Linked DNA regions of Mus musculus: region 2 is linked to region 1. Evidence: chromatin contacts called from public HiChIP or PLAC-seq data. All regions are on one chromosome and are shown on one strand. The core of a region is the stretch at or near the end of the contact, and the rest is flanking DNA. Distances in the headings are between cores, read along the strand shown. Region 1 holds the start of Arhgef4 (Rho guanine nucleotide exchange factor (GEF) 4). Region 2 overlaps Arhgef4 (Rho guanine nucleotide exchange factor (GEF) 4).

Region 1 (3,185 bases), core at 507-3,006:
GGTAATTCTTTCAGAAGCCCACTAGAGCCAGTGGCATCTGTCACCTTCCCACATCACCAGTGTCTGTGGAAGCAAAAGTGTAATCCGTATTCACACGTGTCTCTGTAAACTGTACCTGCGCAGCCATAAATGGGTGCGGTGGCCTTCAGCTCCTCCCAGGGGAGAGCCTGCAAGGCACATCCATCCTGTCCTCTATATACATGGGATATGGTAAGAGGGTCCAGGGACAGGACAGTGAGTAAGAGGGAAATGTGAGGACATCCTGTCCCCAGTTCCCAGGTCTGGTTAGCAAACAGGCAAGCTGTCCCAGAATTGCTAGCCACCTCCCCATAGGCTACACAGTCCGTCCCCTGAGCTAAGGCAAGCAAGACCTGGAGATTCTGTCTAGCTGACTTGTGACCTAAGTCACCCGTTGCTTACTGTTACCTACAGTCATAACTGAGGAAGAACCAAGGTCCCCAGCTCACAAAAACTCCACCCACCTGTTGCCTTAAGACCCTCACCCGAAAGGAACAAAACGAATTAACCACACTTTTCCAAACAGGAAAACAAACCCCAAAGTGCTTAAATGATTATTCCAAGATCCACCGTATAGCTTGGGATTCTGTGGCAGGGTCATCATTCCAAGAGTCTGAACAGCACAAAACAGCGAGCCAGGCATGCTCGCCCTTCCCCCACCTCGATGCGGAGCCCCAGAAAGTCCCCTCTCCCCATCCCTCATTCTCTTCCTCTATGGTTGTATTGTAACCACTAAGGTGGTTACAGGTAGGCAGGCCTTCCAAATGGCAGAGGCAAAGGCTGAGGTCAGGCAGAGTTCCTTCTATCCCGTATGGGTCTGGGTCACCTGCTCACCCCCACCCCCACCCCACCCCCACCCCCGGCTCAGAGCTCTCAGGACCAGAAGACTCTGCCTCACCCGCAGCCATCACCTGCCAGCCTTTCCCTGCGCTTCCTCCTGCTGGCCTCCAGCTGACACTTCCGGATTCTTGAAGCCTTGGTCCTAAAGTCAGGTCACATTCCCACCTCCCACACTGCTCACTTGGAGAGGTGGGACTTGGCAACCTGCAACCAGCTACCCCTCTGCCAGTACCCTGCAGCCGGCTGCCCACCCCAAGATCCCTGTGTGGTTAAGAGACGTGGTAGCATCCCAGTATAGTGGGGTCTCCACGATCGACCGACCCCAGTCAAGGACTCAGCTCTTCTACTAAGTTCCGATTCCGGTACGGAGTCTTAGGCACTTGTTCACGAAGGTGCCCCAACCGAGATTCTCCCTCTGATATATCCAGGTAACTACAATAGCAACCACTTCCTGGGTAGCTCCAGCTGCCCAGCTACCCAGCCAAGACTGGGAGAAACCCAGGAGTGCCCGGGCTCTCACCAGTCTCTCCAGCCTCGGTCAAGTCCACTTTCCCCCTCCCCGGAGCCTATAATCCCCTGTGCGCCTCTTTCTCCCCCCGTCCCCGCAGTCCCCAAGGCCACACTCGGGCAGGCCACCACCTCCAGATCCAGCACATCCATCGAGAAGCTGCGACTGCCGCGCGGATCGTTCTTGGGTACCTCTTAGGCACCCACAAACAGCCCAGGGCGCAGCGGCGTGCGCGGCTGCCCCTTCAGCAACCCCAGCAAAACTCTGCAAGCAAACCCGGTTTTGAATCCCCGGGACCACGTCTCTCACCTTAAAGAAGCTGCGAAGGAAGTGCACCACACCGAGCATGGTGCTGCCCGGGCACTACGGCCACCCGCTGCTCCTGACTGCGCTGGCGAGCCGAGCTCCGGACGCCACCCCGCGCCCCGCCCCATGGTCTGCCCTGGACCGCCGAGGAGCCCCGCCTCCGCAACCGGGCCACGCCGGGCACGTGCGAGTCCGCAGGGACTTGTCCAAACACTGGTCCCGCCTGCCCACTAGGAATCTGAGCGTAGTCTAAGTAAGAAAAGGGCAAGTGGATCCACAGCGGTCTATCTGCGGCTCACTGGCACGCTTACCTCCACCCTTTGATCCCCTAGGTCTGTCTGGCACACAGTCCTATGACTAGTGCCTGACCGTGGTCCTATTGGAAGCAGCCACCTCCCTTTCCACCTCACAGCTTAGTCAAGCGTTGAGAACCTTCAAGACGTTAACGCAATACTTTAGTAGTTGAGGAAACAGAAGCTGCGCGCAGTCTGTACTCACAAAGCTAGAACTGGGCAATTGTGGACTCAAACCCCTGTACCTAACTAAGTCTTGACCCAGAGCCCACTTCTTGCTCCCCTTTCCCCGCCTTTCCAGTTGTTCTCTGATAGATGTGACTGGAGGAAAGGTGAGGAGAGTCCTGGAAGCTGGCGCAGCGTGGTGAGACAGAAGCAGGTGACCAGGACACAGGGGCTCTAGAGTCCCGTTTTTGACGAGTCATCAGTTTTTTAGGTTCATTTGTGTGTTTGTGCACAAGCATATGCACACCACAGGAGGATGTTCCGGGACTTGGCTTTTGCTTCCCGACTTTCCCCTTGGAGACAATCTCTCACTGCGTATGGGGCTGGTTTTTCTGCTGGAATGGCTGACTGGCTGGCTGTCAAGCCCAGCTCTCCATCCTATCTCTGCCAGGTTCCTCTGACTCAGGAAAGGAGTTATGGGCAGGCGTGGCCACACCCCGATTTTTATGTGGGGGCTGGGATCCAAACTCAAATCCTCTCACTTGTACATCAAGTTCTCTTAACAACCGAGCCATCTCCCTGGCCCCTAGTTATAATTTCATAACACAAAAAGAAAATGTTAATAACAGTTCCAGTGAGGCCAACCTGAGTTATAGTCATCTTTATATAAACGCAGCTTTAACACACTCAAACCTACACACACACACACACACACACACACCATTTTTTTTAAAAAAATAGTTGTAAAACAGAAATAGAGTATTCTAAATTTCTGCAGAAGTACAGAGGCAAGAGTTTGTGAGCATTGTACTGCATTTGATGGGATCAAGCATCCCATGAAGGTTGAGCATCTGTCCACACTGGCTCTGGGCATCCCTCACTGCATCCCTCACAGCCCAAGCCTGCATCCCTCACTGAAGTCCTACCCCAGTGATCATTAGCATATTACCTAGGTGACAGTTGGAGTGTAGTATATTTCTCCTATGTTCAAACAGCATCTGCTTCTCCACTTCCTTTCAGATGCCCAGGGCAGCCAGCCTAGGCCTGGTTGAAAG
Region 2 (3,185 bases), core at 429-2,928, 42 kb before region 1:
CTGTTTTTGTATCGGATCCGGATCGACTTTCGCTCTTATGGGACAGTGTCTCCAAGTCCTCGGGGTTTGTTTCCTGTTCCTCCGAGTCTGCAGGGCCTGGGTGGAGCTGGTTGTCTTCACACTCTTCCTCACCTGGAGGGGGCACACCTGGCTCTGGAGTCTAGAAGGGCAAGAAGAGAAGAATCAGAGGAAAGTTCCCAGGACGTCAGCAAGCACATTTATACCATTATGCACACCTTTCTTTCATAGGAAGAAAATGCCCTTCATCACTTCCCAGATAGCCCCAGGAAGGAAGCAAAGGACCACGAGCTACCTTGCATTAACACAGGAAACAAGCACAGAGGGCAGAGACCTTGCCTCGTTGTGCAGAGCATGCCATGCAAGCCTGACAGCCTTAGTTTGGATCTCTGGGACTGAAATAAAACCACGTGCAGTAGCTCAAATCTGTAATCCCAGCACTCCTATGACAAGGTGGAAGGCAGAGACAGGAGCATAGCTAGAGGCTCGAGGATTAGCTAACTAGGTGTCGGCAGCAATAAATAAGAGAGACTTGATCTCAAGGCGGAAATCGAGGACTGACAATCAAGGTTGTCATCTGACTTCTACATGCATACTCTGGTACATATATACCCCCACACACATATGAACACACAAATACACAGATGTGAACAATTACTGCACACACACACACACACACACACACGAACAAACAAATAGAAATATGACACACACATGAACATACAAATACAAATATGAACATACACCACACATATTTACCCATATATCCCTCCACACACATATGCATACACACTCACACACACACGAACATACAAATACAAATATGACACACACATGAAGACACAAGTATACAAACATGAACAATCATTGCACACACATGCACACAAACATACAAATAAAAATATGACACCCACACATGAACATACACCACACATACCCATACATATCCTTCCACACATATGTACACACACTCACACACATACACTCATGCATATACACACTCACATTCACACACACAAACACAAGCATACAAATGCATAAGCATATATACACCACACACATACATACCCATCCATGCATACACACACACACACCTATACGCACATATATACATAAAGATGAAAAAGGGAAAAGCAATGAAAAGAAACCCAAACCATGGGGAGAAAATGTCATACAAGTTAAAACAAAGCCATCAAAAGGCAGAACAGGCCATGCATGCAAGAGCAGTTGAAGTACACACGAGTGTGCTGTATGAGTCACGGCGAGGAGTGCCTGCCCTTCTGTGAGGTATCCAGCAAGAAGAGGCAGATGAGTACTTGTCTGCCCTCGCCTCTGTCTGTTCTTGTGCAGCCCAGTAGTTTACAGTAAATGCTCTCACTCTTTGAATTTGTCTTGAGCTCCCATGGCCAGAGGCAGGAAAGGAAACAAGGGGAGTCCAGAGAGTCCTGAGACTGCAGACACGGGATGCTATGTATGCTCAAGGCAACTTAAGGGAACGAGGCAGAAACTGTATCAACCACATCTGGGAGCCACGAAGGCCTGGCATTGCTTGCCTTTTTGTTTGAGACAGAGTCTCTAATTGGCCTAGAACTTCACCAAGTAGGCTAAGCCAGCTGGCCTTGCCTTGGAAGTCTTGAAGCAGCCCTCTTTGCCCACCGCACTTGGCTTTTGTGTGATTCTGCAGAGTCAAACCCAGGCCCTCTTGTTTACAAAGGAAGCACTGTGCCAGCCCTCTAGCTACACTTTTCTTTTTTTAAGACAAGGTTTCATTATATAGCCTTTGCTGGCTTGGAACTCACTCTGTAGAGCGGGCTGATCCCAAACACAGAGACCCACCTGCCTTTGTCTCCAGTGAGTGCTGAGATAAGACATGTGCCCCGGTGACCAGCTTATACATTTCTTAATCCACTGTTTCAGCCATGAATTCCCTTGCATCCATTTAAAGAGTACAGATCTGAGTTATAAAAAAAAAAAAAGGTACCCACCTGCAAAAATCTATTTCTATGTCCCCTTAAAGGTCCCTGTCCCTTCCAGGCAATGTGCCCTACCTCCTGGTCCTTCCCAGGGTCAGGGATCTTGATATCTCTTAGTCTTGAGTTATCTGCCTGAAGTTTGACTTGGGCAAATTCTGCAGTATGTCTTTTGTGGTCTGGCTTCTTCCCTTTGGTGTGAACCCTATCCAACACATAAGGCCCATCATAGCCATGAATGCAGCCTAACACAAAACGTGGGGGGGGGTGTGTTTAAATATAACTGGACTACATGGTTCTCAAGCATAAATTTTGTAGTTGGCACCATGTAGTGATGTTCTCAATCTATGCATGCCTGTTAGCATTTCTCAGTACATGCAGTAGCCTCAACTGTGAGGTTATATTATTCAGCCATCAAAATTTCCCTCATCCCCCAGGCTATGGGCATAGCCACTTGTTCCCGAATCTAGTCAAGACAACTCAAATTTTGTACCCTTTCCAAGTATGGTTTCCCCAGGATGTGTGTGTGTGTGTGTGTGCGCGCACGCGCGCGCGTTGCACATGTATGCATGATACAACTATGGAGTTCTGAGGACAGTCTTGGGAGATGATTCTTCAGGTCTCATCTACGTTTTGCTTGAGACAGGGTCTTTCATTGGCCTACAACTTTGCCAGTGAGTAGTGAGCTCTGGTGGTCCACCCATTTCCACTGCCCATGTCACTATTGCCGGAGTTACAGGAGAACACTATAGCCAGGCTTTTAACGTGGGTTCTGAGGACCTGAACTGAGCCATCTCTCCAGCTCCCCAGGAGTTGATGGAAGAGATTTCTTAAAGTAAAATTGCTTTTAATTCTCCATAGTTGGGAAAAGGAAACTAACAAACACCCAAACTGATGATGTGCAATGCTTTGAACTGAGGTAGAAAATCAGGAAGCATGAATTACACACCTTCAGATGTGTGGCAAGGCCGGGAGGAGCTGGGGTAAGAAAGGGGACATTAAGAGTGATGCTATTCAGGGAGGATATGGAAATGACTTAGAGGGTAGGGTGCTTGCTGAGAAAGCAGGGGATCAGACTCACCCCGAAGGGAGAGGCTGCAGTTAGGGCAGGTCTTCATGGCTGGTGAACCCTACCTTACCTTCCAGGTGTTTAGGGAGATTTGGCTGAGTCCCAAGGAATATAAAGGCCTCTAGGGG

Evidence for each region. HiChIP or PLAC-seq counts read pairs in DNA pulled down with a chosen protein or histone mark.
Region 2: an H3K4me3 HiChIP or PLAC-seq map of neural progenitor cells shows a contact between it and region 1, with 2.2 times the contacts expected there. The contact joins the enhancer-like site here to the promoter of Arhgef4 in region 1. A contact is called at or near these places in 1 of 39 promoter capture datasets (embryonic stem cells), 2 of 484 Hi-C or Micro-C datasets (brain and neural progenitor cells), 5 of 115 datasets of contacts at active chromatin or transcription factors (embryonic hindbrain, embryonic stem cells, neural progenitor cells and 1 more) and 3 of 9 other capture datasets (embryonic stem cells, liver and pancreatic islet).

What each region holds. Positions count from the first base shown.
Region 1 is chr1:34,676,753-34,679,937 of GRCm38.p6, reverse strand. Arhgef4 (Rho guanine nucleotide exchange factor (GEF) 4) reads right to left here and starts at 1,756. Exons shown (of 14, transcript NM_001368773.1): 1 at 1,676-1,756. The coding sequence starts at 1,714.
Region 2 is chr1:34,718,679-34,721,863 of GRCm38.p6, reverse strand. Arhgef4 (Rho guanine nucleotide exchange factor (GEF) 4) reads right to left here. Exons shown (of 14, transcript NM_001368773.1): 2 at 1-160. Among named protein-coding and RNA genes, the nearest start is that of Gm32920, 31 kb to the right of the region's middle. Within about 2 kb of position 1,678, at least 19 of the 459 cell types and tissues checked have an H3K27ac peak or open chromatin away from gene starts, as enhancers often do. A contact at or near this core is called in neural progenitor cells, where this site is marked.